3 separate regions of the Zea mays genome follow, and all the other regions are linked to region 2. The links are chromatin contacts, called in public Hi-C maps. All regions are on one chromosome and are shown on one strand. Each heading gives the region's core, a stretch centred on a gene start, on an enhancer-like site or on the middle of the called end of the contact. The rest is flanking DNA. Distances are from core to core; before and after follow the strand shown.

Region 1 (3,958 bases), core at 309-2,808, 240 kb before region 2:
TAAGCCGCCGTCTACGAACGGCATTCTATAAACACTCCACATATAGTGAAGGTTTCGTCTGTCTGGTGCCCGTGGTTTTTCCATTCGCATTGAAGGGTTTTCCACGTAAATCTGTGTGTCGTGCTCTATGATTTGTTGGTTGATCTACTTCGTTTTTTCCTGCCTTCGTCTGCTAACGAGCATCATAGCAAACTGCAGCTGCAGAAATCCACAAGGGCTATACATAGTGGTAGCAGGTGGACACTGGCCCAGTTTAGTTACAGATCTTGGAAGGACGGTAAATAGTGGTAACAGGTGAAGTGCTAAGCTGATCAACCTCAGCAGCATAAAATCTTAGTTATTTGGCACTTAAACACGAATAAGTACTGTCAGGCATTACTGGCAGGGAAACAAAGGTTGATGCTGACAAATAAGTACTCGGCTGCAGCACAAGGTCTGCATCGACTACAAATTGTAAGATTGAAGCTGAAGTGAGTCGGTCGGTAGTGCACCCAAAATTGTGGATTATTGGCGGTAGCATGAAGAATGAATATAGGAGAGAGGGAGACGTGAAGGCTGAAGAATCGATGAGGGCAGGGGAAGGCCATTACTTTACTCAAGTTGTAGATTCGATTCGGCTGGGGGTTCCATTGATTGATAGGTGGAACAGTCTTGCGTGCGATCATGAGCAACACAGGGCAACCACGCGATGCAGAATCATTGCTTGCTGGCACAAAAAATGTTGCACATTTTGTGGGTGTGTGTGTTTGTGGTGTAAAAAAAAGGAACGAAGGAAACTCGAGTGCCTATTGTCATATTGTGAATGAATGAACGAACGGAGGTAGTCAAAAGATTTTTTTTTAATAGGACAAAAAAACAGCAATCGCGGCCTACCTCCGAGCGTCCGGCGGCCCAAAACCGCCGAGCTGAAGTAGTAGATAGGCAGGGCAGAAGAAGGAAGAAGATTGGAGAGGAAGCGAAAAGTTGCGAGCTTGGGCGAGCGGCGAGCGAATGCGCGAAGGGAAGAGGGAGCAGGCAGAACGGCATGAATCGAAGGGGAAGTAAGTAGTACCGAACTAGTCGAAGAGCAGGCAGGTGGATTCGGCGCGGCAAGCGAATGCCACGGCGGCCGGAGTAGACTAGTAGTAGTAGTAGGCTAGTAGCAGCAGGAGGAGACGAGGAAACGGAGATGGCGTCAGTTACCTCCGGGTGCGCAAAGGGCGGGGCGTTGCAGGAACCCGGCGCGGCGATTCCTTCCCGGAGAAGCCCTAGTAGAGCAGAGCATGGTTTGGTTTGGTATTATGAGAAAGAAGAAGAAAAGAGAGAGCGGGAATAGATACTGTACCTCGGGCTTGAGGAGGGAAGCGTAGCGTGAGTGCGGCGATGGCGAGGAGAGGAGATTAATGGATGGACTAGCAGCAGAGGAGAGCAGAGAGTCCGGAAGGGGAGAGGGAGGGAGGGAGGCGGAGGCGGTGCGAACAGAACAGGAATCCAAACCAACCTGGAGGAGAACGAGAATCCTTGCCTTGGCCCTTTTGCAGGGAGAGAGAGAGCCCAGGGAAGACGAGACAGCGAAGGGAGTCTGTTTTTTTTTATACATGTAATCTTGTTTCTACTGCAACAATTTGGTAATAAACTAATTATATAGCAAATAAAGGTGTGGATTCATTAAAGCATATAATTAAGTAAAAGCAAACGAATTCCTTATGGTGCCTGTTCAAATCTCTTGGTAATAATCAGTTTGCGTGTGTTTGGTTGTGGGTAGCCTGGCTGATCGTATATGTTGACTAAGTGTCTGTATATGTTTGATTGATGCCATCAGGTGGTATGCGTGGTGTAGTTTACGTTTTTTTCAGAGGCTTTTACCTATATGTGGATACGTGTGAACGTATGTGTTTGGCCAGGCTCCGGCGAGCCGTGCTGCACACATATATCCATCATTTTGGCACCGTGAAAGTTGTGAGTAGGCAGCACGTGGTGGGCGCGGTTTGGCGCGACGGCGCCCACAAGCAGCGGCCGCGGTCCGCCGACCTGTCGACGCGTAGGCATGGAAGATTGGAGAACGATGACGGCACGACGAGGACCAGCTCAGCTCAGCTCACGGAAAAAAAGCAGTAGTAGCAGGCAAACCACCACAAGAATTACGGCCACGACAAACTAGACAGCGACCCTTCCTTCCTTGCTTCTTCATCGACTGCTGTCCAATTCCGTCCATCCACTCGTTTCTCCACAAAATCAAATCCCACCATTTGTTACCAACGATATTTAACTCCCGTGCCTTCACACAGTCGAAAAGGCAGGCCTCGCCCGGCCCGTATCAACACGTAGGATTATTTATCTGTTTCCATTTTACATTGTTAGAGTAACAAAATCTGTGTATCGGCTGTTTTAGATCAATACCTGCCATATGTGTCACGTATATAAGGTTTATCGCTATACAATCGTAATGTGTGTATCGCCTGTTTTAGATCAATACCTGCCATATGTGTCACGTATACAAGGTTTATCGCCATACAATCGTTCGTTTTTTTGGCAGCCTTTAAATGACAGATATTATAATTTACTAGTACAATGCCTCGACGGCACACAAATTATTCAATTTTAATATATATTAGTTGCACACATTTTACATATAAACATACATGTATTGAAAACACCTACATCATGTATAACAACCAACAGGACGACACACAAATTTATTCGATAAAATATTAGTAAAACATATACATAAAAAGACGCAACACATATTACCATCAATCACCCAAACAACCAATAATATTAATCTGATACAAACCAAATTAAACTATTGTAGACACCATCTTATCAAGCATCACAAACGGAGTCACGAGTTCATGCTATTGTTTATGTAAACAACAAAATTATTCAATAATAGCACATACACTTTGTTTACTGGTGTCCTCAACAATGGACACAAAAAAGCAAAAGCCACAAAATTCTTGTTCCTAATTCCGGGTATTTTCCAGATCACCCGGCTTTATCCCTTAAATCCGGGTGTTGACACTATCTTTATGCACTCTGTTATTATATGTGTTGTTCTTTCTTGCCGCACATATAAGACGCACCCGGCTTTGTCCCTTAAATCCGGGTGTTGACACTATCTTTATGCACTCTGTTATTATATGTGTTGTTCTTTCTTGGCGCACATATAAGACGCACGCGGCTTTGTCCCTTAAATCCGGGTGTGACACTTGAGCCCCTCGGGCATCCGAAGGTACCAGTAAGTCCCACTAGGGGTTATGAAGCTTGTTTTAGGCTCATCTTCCTTCTTCATCCAGATTTGATGATAGCCTGAATAGCAGTCCAATAAACTCATGAGCTCCGAAGTGGCTGCTGCGTCCACAAAGAAGTCTATTCTTGGCAAGGGGAACTCATCCTTTGGGCATGCCTTGTTGGGATCCGTAAAATCAATACATATCCTCCACTTTCCATTGACCTTTTTCACCATCACAGTATTGGCTAGCCACTCTGGATATGTCACCTCTCTGATTACTCTGGCACTCGGTAGTCTTTTGACTTCATTTCTTGCACCTTCGACTTTGTCTTCGGACATCTTCTGAAGTTTCTGCTTCCTTGGTCTAATAGCAGGATCTACATTGAGTGAGTGTTCAATGACATCTCTGTTGACACCACAAAGATCGTTAGCTGACCAAGCAAAAACATCCTTATTGTTGAACAGAAACTTTAACAGAGTTTTCTCTTATTCATCGGACAATTGGGACCCCAACAACACCTTCTGCTCGGCTATGTCTTCGCACAGAAGCATAGGCTTTGGTTGATTTGCTGAAGAAGCCATATCTCTTTTATGTTTATACTGTTGATGAGCTTCGACTTCATCTATGTTATGGATGGCCTTTTAATCTGTCCAGTTCCATTTGGCCCTTCTGGCAGCCTCTTGACTTCCATGCACAGCGATAGGACCTTGGTCAGAAGGTATCTTCATGCACAAATATGCTGGATG
Region 2 (3,884 bases), core at 939-3,438:
TGAGACATGCCACTATGCCGAAGCTTCATGGATGATAGCTTCGGCACTTCTTTTGAGAGGATCTGCCGAAGGTGTTTCTTTTTACATGATCTTCGGCGACGAAGCATTCCCCCAACAACAACTAAGGGGATGTTTGGTTCCACTAACTAAAGTTTAGTTCGTGTAAAATCAAATGTTTGAATATCAATCATAAGTATTAAATATCGGGGTAACTAGTTTTAATAAAATTCGTCTCATCTTTTAGTCTTTATAATTAGACTATTTTTAAAATCCGTAATTATCATTCAAACATTTGATGTGATAGGGACTAATCTTTAATTGGATGGAGCCAAACACCCCCTAAGCTTGATCTAACTGTTGTATTAGAGCAACTCCAAGAGACTCTCTACTCCCTCGGGTTTCAAAATACAAGTCGTTTAAGACATCGACACGATATCTAAAATATAGCTTTGACCAATGTTTTTTGTTAAAATACAAATAAAATCTTAATATATTTATACTTTTCTAAAAGTACTTTTTAAGATAAATCTATATATATATGACTATTAGATTTTAAAACTAAATAACAAAACAATTACTAGTAGTTAAAGTTTTATAAGTTTGACTCAAACCTTGTCTAAAACAACTTCTTTTTCAGGATTGGAGAGTATATTCTTTTTCTAATTGATATGAATAAAGATTTTTGCAAAAGAATGTCTTCCAATAGCTTATTTAAATGATTATATAAATATAATCATTTTCTATTCTGGATTTCTCACGGGCTAAAGATAGAAAAACGTGAATAACTCTCTACAGTGTAAATAAGATATAAAAATAACTAGAAAAGTTATTGGAAATTAGAAAGATATAGTATAGAAAATAGTTTTTATATAAATGTCTCTCCAAATGATAATTTAGAAAGTACATTTAGAAAGATTTTTAAGATGCTCTTATGAATTATGCGAACAAATGTCGGAATTGAGGACAGTAATATGTGTTCTTAATTAAAAGGGAGAATATTATAAAAAAAGTTAAGAATAAAGAAATAAAATCATTGAAAGAACAGCACAATTGTTAACGAATGCTGATGTTTTAAGCGTTTTTTCGTTGACAGACAGGTGCTAGTAGTAAAAGAAGATTCATGCTTTGGTTGCTTACTTCATATCAAATGAAAAGAAAAGAAGATGATGAAGATGCAGGGTGGCCGGGTGTGGGTGACTCGTCGGTTATTCGGCGGAGTGGAGAACTGGATCGGCCAACGCAAGAAGAACACGTGCTAGTGATGTGATGAACTAGCGCTGCTTCTTGTTGAGCCCGAAGCGGTTGGCAAAGAAGGCGTCGCGCACCCACGCAGGCGACACGGCGAGCGCGGCGAACAGCAGCGTCATGTTGCCGTAGACGATCTCCCTGGGCGGCCGCGCGCTCATGACCCGGCGCGCCACGTGCCTGGCGAAGACGGCAGCGTCCGTGGCCTTCCCCGTCTGCGACGCCCTCGCGCGCTCCTCGATGGCCGGTGCGAAGTCCCGGTACATGCGCCACTCCTGGTGGGAGGCGAGGTGCGCGGCGTTGGCGCGTCCCAGCCCCGACCTGACGGCCCCCGGCACGACCTTGACGACGTGCACCCCGAAGGGGCGGAGCTCGAGGCGGAGCGCGTCGGTGGCGGCGTGCACGGCGGCCTTGGACGCGCAGTAGGGCGCGGCCCAGGGCGTGGCGGCGTTGCCCACGACGCTGCCGACATTGACGATGCGGCCGGACCCGCGCGCCGCCATGTGGGGCGCCACAGCGCGCACGGTGCGGACCTGGCCCAGGAAGTTGACGTCGAGCGCGCGCGACACGGCGGCGGGGGCCAGCTCCGCGAGCGGGCCCGTGCAGCCGACGCCGGCGTTGTTGAGCAGCACGTCCAGGCGGCCGTGCCGCGCCAGCACGTCGCTGACGGCGGCGCCCACGCTGGCGTCCGAGGTCACGTCGAGCGGGAGCGCCTCCGCGGCCGGCGTGCCCGCGAGGTCGGCGGCAAGGCCGGGGACTTGGTCGGGGATGTCGGTGGCCACCACGCGGCAGCCGAGGCCCGCGAAGGCCTGGCAGTACTCGTACCCGATCCCGCCCTTGGCGCACCCCGTGATGAGCACCACCGGCTGCTGGCCCTCGCCGTCGTCGGTCGCCATGAGGCGGTGTGACTGCGAGTGCGGGTGCGTGCTTGGGAGACCGCCGCAGGACGTAGGCAACTTTGCAAGCAACGGAATGGCGTCCTTTTATGTACGTGCAAACGGACGAGGACAACTATTGGGTTATATTATTTTTTTATAACGAAGATTACATATGGCTAACTATTATTAAGCGTTGGTCAGTAGTATTTGGGGTGTCCGTCGTGAGGAATATACAGGAGGGATATGCCCCGCGTCTGCGTTTTGCTGTCCTCGTCTTCTTGGGAGCTCCGCCCGGTGTTTCTCTTGCTCCGTCGATCTTCCGCGGCGGCCGGCGAGATCCTGCACTGTACTGCCTGAACAACCTGTGCAGGCTGAAGCAGAAGCAGAAGCAGAGGCATTGATGTCTCACACCACAGGGCTGAATCAGACAACACATCCTCTTGACCACCGACAGTCAATCGTTGGCTCCACAGGCTGCACGATGGTTGTCGTTGTCAGAATTCTACAGAGGTTGCGTTGACAGAAACTGCACCTACAGACTTGTTAGTGTAGCGTATAGTACCATCAATGTACTCTTGGTTTTGGCGTGGTGATGTTATCTCTCAGTCAAGTACGCATTGGGTAACCAACTGGTTGAGGGGAGGTTTCAGTTGTGCAGGTAAACTATAGATTTGAGCTTGGTGTTGGTCTGGCTGAACTTGTGCAAGGAGGTTCAGTAATGTCGTTGCCCACCGAAGCACCATGCGCTACTGGTTCAGAAGAACCGGACTATTCGATGGACCTCTAGGTACGGTAACCAGTATCACTTTCTAATGTAGTATCTGGTTACATTAAACTTAAACAAACATGATTTACCATTATCAGTTACTTATCACGTAGAAACATGTGAACCAAACGATACCTTAGATCGGTGAAAGCCTCCTCGGTGTAGTCAACTAGCCTTGGAGCAGAGGGAAGAATGGTCGGATGATTAGAGTTTTTGACTGTAGTGGCTCCCTCCCTCCCTGCTTGGTTCTGTCATAGAATGGGAATACATGCTCATTGCTTGAAAATAACATCCCCAAGAGATGTAATACATGCTCATTGCTTGAAAATAACATCCCCAATAGATGTGCACTCTTCCGGTGGATTGATCAAGGTGGTTGATGTAGACGATGATATTCTCCACCCAGTCTGATTAACCGTGTGGATCCTGGTGTTCACAAGTTTTTCAGCATGCTTTTTGGAAGAGAAGAAAGTTAGTTTTAAATTTACTATAGTGACAAAGCTCGAGATAATGGGATTATTTGTGGGCAGGGTAAGCACATTGTTCCCCCTGGTTTGATTATCCTACAATATGCGGATGACACCATCATCTACATTGGAGATGATTTGGAAAAAGCTAAGAACTTAACGTTGTTATATATATATATATATATGAAATGGTGTCAAGGATGAAAATCAATTTCTTGAAAAATGAGATTTTCGCTATTAATGGACCTGATGAGCTTTCCAATCACTATGCCGAGCTTTTTGATTGTCAAGTTGGCGATTTCCCTATGTGATACCTTGGTTTACCTGTCAGCCCAAGTAGACTTCATATCGTTGACCGGGTAAAGTTAGAAGAAAAAATCGCCAAAAAGTTGGAGGTTTGGAAGGGCAGTTCTATATCTATTGCCGGCAGGATCACTCTTATCAACTCTTGTCTCACCAATTTTCCTATATATCATATGTCTATGTACCTCCTCCCTAAAACTAACTTGAATAACATGGAGAGTAAGA
Region 3 (3,844 bases), core at 1,131-3,630, 170 kb after region 2:
TCGTCATCAGAGTTTTACTTTTAGTTACGGATTGATATTCTAGGGACTTAGAAATCGATCCTAGACAGTATAGATTCTAACACTTAGCACATGTTTCCTTATTTTTTCCATATAGTTTTATTCAAACTTCTATCGTGTATTGATATGAAGCTTGAATTCAATGCAAATGTAGTTTTTTACGGTTTTACTTGATTTGGGGATTTTGTCATACCGAATTTTTGGCCCCCGATAAATTTTGGTCCTGCATCCGCCACTGATCTCTTTATTGGTTAATCTGACAACCATAAACGTTTTATGACTTTGCTTTGTCTTGACACAAGATTCGTGATAACTCCACATACTGCCACCCACTCCTGATGTAACTCCAAACGGGTTTTGAGATCTAAACCATAAAATCATCATCCGGTGATTTTGACGTTGAAACCAAACCACTCTGGAGTAGCATATCCTCTACGCTCACTCCATAATCTTGACACGTGTCACCTCTAGTTCTCGATCGTTCGATCACCAAGTCGTCCAACGCTCCCGCTTGACTTTGTCAACATAGTCTACTACTCCATATATACTTGTATTTGCTGTTGTCCTGAAGTGTCAGACATGCACGGTTAGTATCCCGTCCAGCTTGGTCCCCCAATCTATCGGGACAAGCCTGCTTTGACCTTCACCGTCGATTGTGTTTATGCTATACATATCTACGTATATCATAAGCCAAAAGACATGTTATATTACACCACATTGACGTTAATGTTAGTCCACAAACTCAACAAAAACCCGATTGTATCATTAACAATCACCTGAACTCTATAGACACGTCTCAACTAGTCAACTGATTAGGATCGCAATCTGCTAGCTAGGCGCTCACTACCGGAATTTGGCTCTTTGCCGAGTGTCATATTCTTTGCCGAGTGTTTTATTTCGGGTACTCGGCAAAGAGCTCTTTGCCGAGTGCCACGCAAAAAACCCTCGGTAAAATAAAACACTCGGCGAGAGAGAGGTTGCGAGTTCGAATCTCACCATTTACAAAACATATAAGTTTGATTCAAAATAATAGTGAAAAATGATAGGGCAACAGGTAAGGTAATAGGGTAGGGTTGGAGAGTTGTTCCTAGAATTTAAAAAATGTTTTGCTGTTTTTTTTAAAATTTTTCGATTCTTAATTTGCCGAGTGTTTTTCTTTGCCGAGTGCTTTTTGACACTCGGCAAAGTCTTTGCCGAGTGTCCGAAAAAAAGCACTCGGCAAAGAACCATTTGCCGATGAAATCTTTGCCGAGTGTTCTTTGCCGAGTGTTACACTCGGCAAAGCCTTTGCCGAGTGTAAAATAGCTTCTGCCGAGTGTTTTAGACACTCGGCAAAGAACGCGATTCCGGTAGTGGCTGCAAAGCCTGTGACCTCGTGTCTGTATCTGAAATTCTCTGAATGATGCAGAATGCATGCAGCTCATTCGCTGTTGTGCTGTGCAGTGCAGGCATCACAGCATGCACTGGAGACGGGAGAGTGCCGGCGATGAGGGATGGGAATGGATCTAGCGAGGTCTGGGAGTGGATGCCTCAGGATTAGGGGGATACAGTAAAGCGGCAAGCGGAAGCCTTTTTCTTCTTCAGCTGCTGGCCGAGAATCTAGGCGACCGGGGAGATCTGAAGTCCCAGATCCATGTTTCTGCAGGACAGTGAGGATAAACTGATCGAGAGGCGATGTTTGTGCCAGGTGTCCACACAGCAGCTAGCAGCTCCTTGCTTGGGAGCTTCCCTCATCTTTCTCATCTTCACTTCAACAGGCTACTTGCTTGCCTTAACTTTGGATGATGAACTTGCCTTGCAGCAGAGGGAGACAATCATATCATATATATATTATAGTTCTGAATCTGTGAAAAAAACAAACCAGCCATAACATGAGTTGTTTCAGCTACACAAGATTAAAAAAAAGTCCAAAGTTACAATCGGCAAGAAAAAAAATGTCTTAATTACCTCGTTGATTGAACTAAGTTCACGGTAAATTTAATGGCATATAGTATTATAGTCTTCCAAGGATTGACTATGACCAAGCAAGAAGACGAGTGCAATACTCTTTTACTTTCCTGATAGTTTAAGTTTTTTTTATAAAAGTTGTATGAGCTGATGAAGAATTGAAGTGTTAAATGTGAAGTACAGTTAGATCATGATTAAAAAACTAGGAGACTCGTTTGCACCCTTATATATCTAAGAAGATATGCGGTTGTTCCCCTATATAAATAACTATAAATAGGTTTCATGACAAACAGGTGAGTTAAAAAATAAAAAGGGTTAAGAACGCAAAGCCGAACATTTATCTGGTGTGGATAGCAGACTAGGCCGGACTCGTTAAAGGCCCCCAACGACGACGACGCAACCTCGCATGCAATTGAAAATGCTACGTCCAGGGCCCAGGGCAGCCGCTTCTTCCACGGCAGGGTCCACTGGGCCGTCCTAGCTACGTTGTCTGATGATGTCGCCCAAGGCCAATGACGTACAGCGACGTTAGAAAGTTCCATGCACTGGGTGCAAGTAGCACAATATAACAAACAAATATAACCAGAAAGAGGGCATTATGCAATTTAATATAAACCAATAGCACTAAGAAATGCTATTAGACGTCACGAATGATAAATGACCATAAATAGCCAACCCCTGTTGTGCAACAAGTCTTATGTACGAACATGCAAACAACCTTTAAATTATGGTTTAACCGTAAATGGGAACATATGTATAGTAGTGAGGTGGGTGTAGAACTGACTAGAGATAGGGGTAGAGATAAAGAATTTGGAGAAGAGAATAATGATTTTTTCAAGTAAAAAGTGTCTACGGTTCTCGACTGCGGACAAAACCAATCGAACCAATCAACTCGTTTATCAATTTCTTTACTTTCTTATCCTAGAAGTAGCAAGTAATGTAACCTTATTTATCTATATCTTCACCTCTCTACGACTCTACGTCATCTAAAGACGCCTTGAGTGGCCTGTCGATCTCAAGACAAACTCTAGGATCTCTCCCCCTGACGAGTCCCTCCTAGAGGCGAGATCCAGGTGTCATTGGCGAAGGCCTCCGCCTTGCGCACGCACGGACCATCTGGCACGGCACAGGAAACCCGCTCCTGCTGTCTAGGTCATGGACCGTTTGACCCTAAGCCGCGGACCGTCCGCGTCGCCGTAGAGAGCCCACGCGAGTGAAACAACTCTCAGTAATTGACGCTCAGATCTACCCGCATCTCGTCAAACAATTCAACTAATGAACTAGATAAATTTTATCTGGAGTCCATGATCTATATTCTCATTATCTCCTCAACCCTAGCATTCATAATTAAACGTGGGATGATGATGCCCTTAATCAGTCATCAGGAAAGAAACATTGGGAGCAACAATATGTCAGCAAAATGAATTTAAGCAACATAAAAAAGAGAATGGAATTATATAATGTTAACTTGCCTTGCAGCAGCAATATGTCAGTAAAATGATTTAACATAAACTTGGTTCATTTGCTCTGAAGTTGATGCCCTCAAGGCTATTAGGGGCAGCTTGAAAGATCCACATGAAAATCTTAGCAGCCGGAGTCGGGGAGATCCATGCATGGGAAATTGGTCCCAAGTTATCTGTTAGACCGTGTCGCATAAAAATAAAGTTTATAAATCCAAACTGAGAGACTACGCCATTTTGTCAAGTGGGATAAGGATAAAGACAATGATAAGGAAAATGCTAAAAATGGGTACGAGGGTGGTGAAGATGGACCCTGCCTCAGCCTTCGTGGCTGACGAGGTGCGTTCTGATAAGAATAATAGATTACAAGTTCATTTTTTTCATCAGTCATGATATATTCATAGTTCATGGCATTAGAC

Evidence for each region. Hi-C and Micro-C count contacts between places; a contact is called where the count stands out from the background.
Region 1: a contact with region 2 is called in a Hi-C map of tassel, with 3 times the contacts expected there. The contact joins the promoter of LOC103650301 here to the promoter of LOC103650303 in region 2. A contact is called at or near these places in 6 of 25 Hi-C or Micro-C datasets (ear, leaf, tassel and 1 more).
Region 3: a Hi-C map of ear shows a contact between it and region 2, with 6 times the contacts expected there. The contact joins the enhancer-like site here to the promoter of LOC103650303 in region 2. A contact is called at or near these places in 3 of 25 Hi-C or Micro-C datasets (ear, endosperm and tassel).

The regions. Positions count from the first base shown.
Region 1 is chr3:107,856,545-107,860,502 of Zm-B73-REFERENCE-NAM-5.0, reverse strand. LOC103650301 (CSC1-like protein RXW8) reads right to left here and starts at 1,558. Exons shown (of 12, transcript XM_008675906.3): 1 at 1,325-1,558; 2 at 1,183-1,247.
Region 2 is chr3:107,621,576-107,625,459 of Zm-B73-REFERENCE-NAM-5.0, reverse strand. It overlaps LOC103650303 (short-chain dehydrogenase ptmH), which reads right to left and starts at 2,188. Exons shown (of 1, transcript XM_008675909.4): 1 at 1,034-2,188. The coding sequence starts at 2,141. The coding sequence ends at 1,272.
Region 3 is chr3:107,448,972-107,452,815 of Zm-B73-REFERENCE-NAM-5.0, reverse strand. No RefSeq gene overlaps it. Among protein-coding and RNA genes, the nearest start is that of LOC109945262, 26 kb to the right of the region's middle. Within about 2 kb of position 2,380, at least 15 of the 20 cell types and tissues checked have an H3K27ac peak or open chromatin away from gene starts, as enhancers often do. A contact at or near this core is called in ear and tassel, where this site is marked.